2 separate regions of the Mus musculus genome follow, and region 2 is linked to region 1. The links are chromatin contacts, called in public ChIA-PET maps. All regions are on one chromosome and are shown on one strand. The core of a region is the stretch at or near the end of the contact, and the rest is flanking DNA. Distances in the headings are between cores, read along the strand shown.

Region 1 (3,725 bases), core at 1,001-3,500:
GTTCCATCCCATGACCCGAAGACCCACATGGTAGAGGGGGAGACCAGCAAGTTGTTCTTTGACCTCCACACATGTGCTGTGGATGAACACACACACACACACATACACACACACACACACACACACACACACACACACATACACACAAATCAATAATGAGCATGATTTCAAAAAGAAAATTAAAATGCACCATGAAGGGGGCTGTCTATAGAATGTGATTCTTATTCCATTCTGCATGATCAAAATTTTTCCTACATTGTCTGTTCTCATTCATTCATTCATTCATTCATTTCTCCACTAAATGTATTTCTGTGGCAGGATTTGAAAATACAAGACTCTGATAGTAAATTTATTCGAATGTACAACTGTGCATAGCTGCAGTTTATGTATTACATGGAACCCTATTAATGTGAATGTCTGAATTCTGACATCCGAGTGGTTTGATTTTATTTGACATATTATCCTTTAAAAATAAGAAAACTGCCTCCACAAACTTCAGTAACTATTTGTGAAACTGAGTTCTTATTTTGAAGAGTAAGTTTTCTGAAGTGCACCATTTGCTGTATGAATTCATGAGTGCAGTTGGGATGTAGGCACTGCCCAGTCCAGCCTTTTTACTATGGGATTCATATTTCTTGATAAACAAACCCAGTTTGAAGATTTATTTATTTTTTTTATCGGCAAAGAAAAATCCTGTCCTTTTCAATTTCCTTTCCTTGGACACATTACAAACATCTTCCCTATGTTTCTTCGGGTCTATTGTAGTGGAGCCAATTCTCCATTTTCTCTGTCTCTCACCTGCTTCTGTCTATTTATTTGTGTATAAGATGTCAAAGGAAAGCAGAAAGCAACACCTCAAAATACCACCTTGAAAGTGAAAATGCCAACAAATTCTTTTCTGCACCTGAAGCTTTTAATTCTTTAATCCACTGTGGAATGTTGCTTAATTACATATTTTATTATGCAGAACTGAAAATTATGTACTTTAGTTTTCTGAACCGATTTGAAAGCACGGACTGTTTATAAATAGAGGGAGGCTGGCCTGCCTCTGCTTTTTCTCTTACAAATATTTGTGGGGTTCTCTTAAAAACGTGGCTTTTGGAAAATTCTCAGAAAGCTCTGGGGAACAAAAACCAATATTTTAATTTTTGAAAAGAGAAATTAAAAGATTCATTACTTGACCAAAAAATGTAACATGATGTTGCAGTATTATGATAGGTGAAACCTGCCTAACAGCTGGGTTCTTCTTGTAGATGCTTTGTATTAATTTCAGAGAGTTTCATAAAGTATAAATAGAAAAATGTTAAAATTGCTGAGTTGGAAGGTGACTACAGTTTTTTTCTTTTCTATGTTTTCTTTTTTTGTGTTTTTGTTTTTCACAATTTTCCTAATAGTTTTTTTTATGAGAAGAAAATTGGTGAGTATATCTCTCATTTATACAAAGAGCAGAATTTGGAGTTGTATTCCAGGGCGAAACATCTCTTAAACTCGGCTTAAATCAGTGTTCAACTTCCTCTTTTAACAAAATACATGTTGCTTTGTGTCTGTGGAAGAACGGAATTGCATTGAATTCTCACTGTGCTGGAGAAATGTTGGGGGAGATGGGGGGATTGGATTTGAGGTTCATGTGGCCTCTTTGTAGCTGAACAAGTCAGTTAACATATTTGAACTTTCATGTTCCCATGCCTTTGAAGTGAGAATGTTGGTGTCTGCCGGAAATGCCTCCTAGTGGAATGGAGAGCTTTAAATAAGACACAGGGAAGTCTTAGAAAATGAAGCACTCTTCAAATTTTGCTCTCAGCTTAAAACATGTTGGAGGACAATGCTAATAGCGAGGCCTCAGCCAGTAGGCTGCCTTTGTATCAAAGTTAAAACTGCGAGTGACTGGCTGTGAAACCTATCTCCACAATGGAGATGCTGTTCAGCAGGTTGGTGCCCTGGACAAAATGCTCCTTTGCATTGTCTTGTTACAGAGGTAATGCGTTCACACACACACACACACACACACACACACACACACACACACACACACACACACACGTATGTGTTATGTGTACTTTAGCATCCTGACCTAACAGGAACTGTCAGATCTTTCACGGGGGGTGGGGGGGTTGCTGGGTGGGGACCACACAGTGATAGACATCACTTCTTTCTTGGAGGATGTTGAAGCATGATTTAAAGACTGTCACCAGAATGAAGCCTTATTGGAATGTATCTCTGACTGAGTTTGCAGCAATGAAGTGATGTTCAGCATTTAACCGGGTGCAGAATAGACGGCTTGTCTTGGCTCTTACCTTGTACACAGTTCCACTGTATCTCTCACCAGCCACGATTAAAGCCAAGCCCAAGTCAAGTGGTTTAGTTACAGTAGTTATATTAGCAGTTGGAAATAGCCCATAGGAAAAGATGACTTCATACCCATCTTTGGCTCAAAGAAAATAGCTGCAATTTAACTTTACTAGTGTTCTTTTCATAAAATTAAGTGTGTGTGTATAATATACATATATGTAGAAGAATATAAGAAAGGCTTAAAAATGTTGCTCATGTTTTAAACATTAATTCCAAACTATTTTTATTTAGCATATGGTATTGTTAAACAGGTATAGTATTCTTAACACACACCTTCCACCACATTTTGTTAGAGGGCACTTTATATTTTATCAAAAATTGTGCATTTTAATAGATTGTAGCTCAGCTTTTGTCCAAAGACATGCAAGTATTCACTATTTACATTTAAAGGATTGCTTCTGAGGGAACACTGAATCCAAGAATAGGCCCTTGAGAGACTTCTTTCTATGACCGTTTTTTGATGGCTATGGAGCTGCTGGGTTCCCACACTGCCATCCACATTTCTGGCTGGCTTTAGCACAGTCCCATCTCCTCCATGGCTATATAGCACAGGCCATACACATTTTAGTTGCTCTTGCTGAAAATATCACCAGGCAGTTCATAATAGCTCATTTATTGAAAATACTGTGACAATCAAGGACCTTGTTAGCCAAATGTGAACAACTGGGACCAGGGAAGAATTTAATAATAGCAGGTGTGGGACACTCATTTCCAATCACTTCTGAACCATTTAAATTTTTTTTTATTTAAGCTATGTATTTTCAATATGCATTGTTAACTATAGATACTACTAGGGGCAGACGCTTAAGCTCAGAATTTCATAGTACTAAATGCCAGTCAATACGCATTTTATACATATGTACAGACTTTGTTACTAAGTGCCACACAGGTAGGGCACACATACTAGTCACCTTTGTTTTCAAAGGTTATGTGTCAACTCTGCATATTGTGTGGCAAGAAGATACTGTCAACAACATTTTTTGCATAATGTGCAGGTATTATATGGCCACAGAGTGTAATACAAATTAGTGGCAAAGTGCTGAGTGTAGGATGCTATGACAGACTCAGATGCACACAACTGACTACTACCCGGAAATTACCTGACTCTGCTAAGGTTCTAACAGCACAAAGCACTATGTCATGCCCAGCCGAAACGCTGGGACACAATGAAGCTTGTTAAAGGAATTTTACCAACAGCCATAGGCAACCAGAGACACATGGGTGACAATGACGTTGGGAGCTGGGGACAATGTGGATCACTAGGGGAAATCTTCTGAAATACGCTGTCTTCAACAGTTTTGCCCACTCCATTGTGACCATCGTGGCTTGCAAACATGTGCTTTATTCTAAAGTAACAAAACCATGCTGACCTGAAA
Region 2 (3,479 bases), core at 765-3,264, 730 kb after region 1:
GATGGATGGATGCATGGGTAAATAGATCCATGTAGGCCTATAGCATGTGATAAGCTAATAACAAAAAGTTTCTCACTGGAGCTGAAGATCAGTAATTGATCCAACTTTTTTTTTTAAACTTTTATTTATGGCTACTTCTTTGTTTTTATTTGTTGGATATAAAAACAGGGTTTTGTTATGTATCACAGCCTGGTCTGGATATCAATCCTGCCTCAGCTGGATTACAGGTGTGCCCAGTCATATTTGGCTTGATAATTTCAACCTTTGACAAGGGAAAAAAGAAAAGCAAGGTCCAGAGGAGTTGGGTTCAAATAAGAAAGCACTCAGCAAGTCAAAGATCAAAGTCCCTGTGATATATAGATGCCAAACACCTCAAAAACATGGCACAAACACTCATGAAATGGGACATATCCATTCATAGGGAAATCAGGTACAGCATCAAAAAGGGAGGTATATATATATATATATATATATATATATGCCTAGGATTTGATGACAAAGAGCAAGTGAAAACCATGGGTCATTCTACTTTTTGTTCTACATCTATGCATGGCAAAAATAATGCTCTGCCATAAACTGTACTCAGACTTCTGCTGAAGCAATCAGCAAGCTGTCTCCTTCAAATAAGGAGTAAAGCTGAGTATTGTTCAGTTCCTGTTTGGCACTTTCATACTGCTACCAGGTATCAACAAAGGCATATTTGGAATATTTGTGTCATGCAGCCATGGCCTGGGGTATTTTCTTATATATATATATGAATGATAGGGTTCAGAAAGAGTAGAAGGAGCTTTCATTTTGCCTGAATTGTATTCTACATTAAGTAAATTTTGTTCTCATGAAATTTCAGAATGCTTTAATAACTTGCCCAAAGACATACAATTGCTCTATTATTATTATCAACTCAAGATCTATGCTTAGGACTGTTAAGTGTGAAGAATGAACACTCTACTTCTTGAAATTCTGAAGATAGTTTGTCCTCAGTTTTGATGAAGAGCACAATTATAGCTTTGAGGATTCAAGCATATTAGCTATATCTTTTTTTTTTTTTTTGCTGTGATAAAACAGGAACTTTGAACAGGTCACATAAGTCAAGAACATAGAGAAATAATTCATACTAGTTTGCGCTCAGCTGGTTCTCTCTACTCTTACAGTTCAGGATTCCTTGGCTAGGGAATAGTGCCTCCCACAGTGGTGGGTTTTCACACATCAATTAACATGATCAGGATAGCAATGGGCATGTCCACAAACCAACCTGACCTAGACAATATCTCATTGAGCCTCACTTCCCAAACCTTAGGTTGTGTCAAGCTGACAATTAAAATGATCCATCACACTAACTACTTCATCAGATATGTGTAACAAATCTCAAAATCTTTGCTGGTTCTGTTCCTCCAAATAATTATCCACACTCTGCCCCTGTTTATAACCCTGTTCCATTTTCCAAAAAAAAAAAATCTCTCTATTATTCACAGGAAACCTACACTCACCTGTTCTGATTTCACAGGGGTATTACATCAGCAATCTGAGCCACTCTGCTGTGTTTAAAGCTGTCTATTACCTTTCATCTAATTTTATGTGCTGGTGTCCTTTGCCCAGTACTCAAGGGTTCATTCTATTCCTATTCCTTTTTGTACATCTCAAAACTGACAAAACAGGTGCATAATGAGTGCTTAAACATTGCTTGACATACTAGAACCATGCAGCAAGTTAACGCAAGTGCTAGTAAATACAACTTAAACCGAAGTGTTTTTATCCCCTCACGTTGAGAGTAACATGGAATGTATTTATTATTTAATTTTCGTTGTAACCAAAATGTCTGAGAGAAGCAATATGAGGGAGAACAATTTCAATTTCGCTTTTGACCCCAAAGGGTTTATTTCATAGTTGTTTGTCTCCTGAGCTTGAATAAGATACTACAGCATCAGAAACATGCGGCCAGGAAGCAGAGAGAGTGACAGGAAGTCAAATGAGGTGTAGCCTTCAAAGGCCTTCTCTACAGGCCTACTTCTACTAGCTAGATTCTGCTTCTCAAAGATACCACAGCCCCCAACAGTAGCACCGTAAACGCCTGTGGAACCAATGTTCAAAACAGAAGCAGGTAGAGAGCATTTTCGATTCAAACCACAACAGTAAGCTAGCCATGGCATGATGGTAGTGACCTACTTCTTTCAAACCAAGCCAGCACAAGACTATGAGCTCTTTAAAATAAGTGTCTCACTCATAGCAAACTGACAGGTATGTCACAGCACCAACTCTGGAGTCTAATTCATGCTCAGAGTCATACTTCCGCTAACTGGAGTTCAAGTCTTAATTTATAAAACGGGCTGAGTGTTGACACAAAGAGATGATTGCCCTTGGAAGGTAAGTTTAATGTAGCCCTAGAAATGAGAGATGGGGCCCATCCCACTGAGCTAGAGAAGGAAGATTCTTATACAGGCAGGAGGTAGAACTGGTGTCAGTCGAGTTGGTCCAGAACTTGCACTGTGGCTTTTGCGGTCAAAGGCAGTGGGGATAAAATAAAGGAGTTAAGACTGGTGAATATGAATATTTGCGGTGGGCTTTTGGCTACAGGAAGGTTTTCTATTATTTGGCACCTGGTTCTGAAGGAGAAATATTACTTGGGATGTGAGTTAGATGAGAGCTCCTTGGGAGAAAAGTCTAGGGATTCCTGCATACAAAAGATGCACACCTACCATTAATTCTTTATTAACTCTAAAGTTTCCTGTCACTAGAAAGGGCAGTCTCCCTAACATCATGATTCTTAAGGTTAAAAGCATTACAAATAAAGCATTGAGAATAAAACTCATAGCCAGTACAGTGACATTGAACAAGTTTGTCAACCTGACTTACTTTACTCATCTATAAACTGGGCACAATAATAATAATCATGACACCACAGGGCTGCTGTGAGGGCTAAATGAACTAATATAAAGAGCATGGAGAACAGAGTGTGACGCATAGGGAATATGATATTAAAACCATAGATACTTGTCATCACAATACCTCTCGATGCCCCCCAAAAGGACAAGGATGCTTTGAGAGTTCCAGATGCATGCATGAATGTCAGTATGAATGTGACTTTTCATGACCATATATGTGCATTTCTTTTAAGGAATTTATATTTCTAAGTTCTTAGAAAGAGAAAATGAGTTCTTGAGTTAAGTGGGAAGCAAAGTAAAGACGATCACTTCAGGTAAGGAGACTCCGAGGCTCTGCAGCCCGAGCTGCTGATTTCCTACAGTGCTGATTCCAAGCCATCTGTCTCTGCCTGGGCATTTAAGGCAGACATTTGTCTTTCAAGTTTCTTCCAGCAACATCACAGTCACCAAATGAAGCCTAATCTCTCCCATCTATAACCCAGTGAGGTTTTGTTGGACTGGGTAGCAGCGTTCCCAATTTGAAAGAGAAAAATTGCATCTTTAGACAGCAGCAGCACAAGTCACCTGAGAAGTAGGTATTATTTAGGCCCCTGGTAGACT

Evidence for each region. ChIA-PET counts read pairs in DNA pulled down with a chosen protein or histone mark.
Region 2: an RNA polymerase II ChIA-PET map of CD8 T cells shows a contact between it and region 1, with 9 times the contacts expected there. The contact joins two enhancer-like sites. A contact is called at or near these places in 3 of 484 Hi-C or Micro-C datasets (CD4 T cells and cerebral cortex), 6 of 115 datasets of contacts at active chromatin or transcription factors (CD8 T cells, SST interneurons, astrocytes and 3 more) and 2 of 9 other capture datasets (embryonic stem cells and embryonic tail).

Annotation. Positions count from the first base shown.
Region 1 is chr17:51,733,646-51,737,370 of GRCm38.p6, forward strand. Satb1 (special AT-rich sequence binding protein 1) reads right to left here. Exons shown (of 11, transcript NM_009122.2): 11 at 2,542-3,725. Among named protein-coding and RNA genes, the nearest start is that of Satb1, 97 kb to the right of the region's middle. Within about 2 kb of position 2,251, at least 6 of the 459 cell types and tissues checked have an H3K27ac peak or open chromatin away from gene starts, as enhancers often do. A contact at or near this core is called in CD8 T cells, where this site is marked.
Region 2 is chr17:52,466,572-52,470,050 of GRCm38.p6, forward strand. No RefSeq gene overlaps it. Among named protein-coding and RNA genes, the nearest start is that of Gm27217, 130 kb to the right of the region's middle. Within about 2 kb of position 2,015, at least 32 of the 459 cell types and tissues checked have an H3K27ac peak or open chromatin away from gene starts, as enhancers often do. A contact at or near this core is called in CD8 T cells, where this site is marked.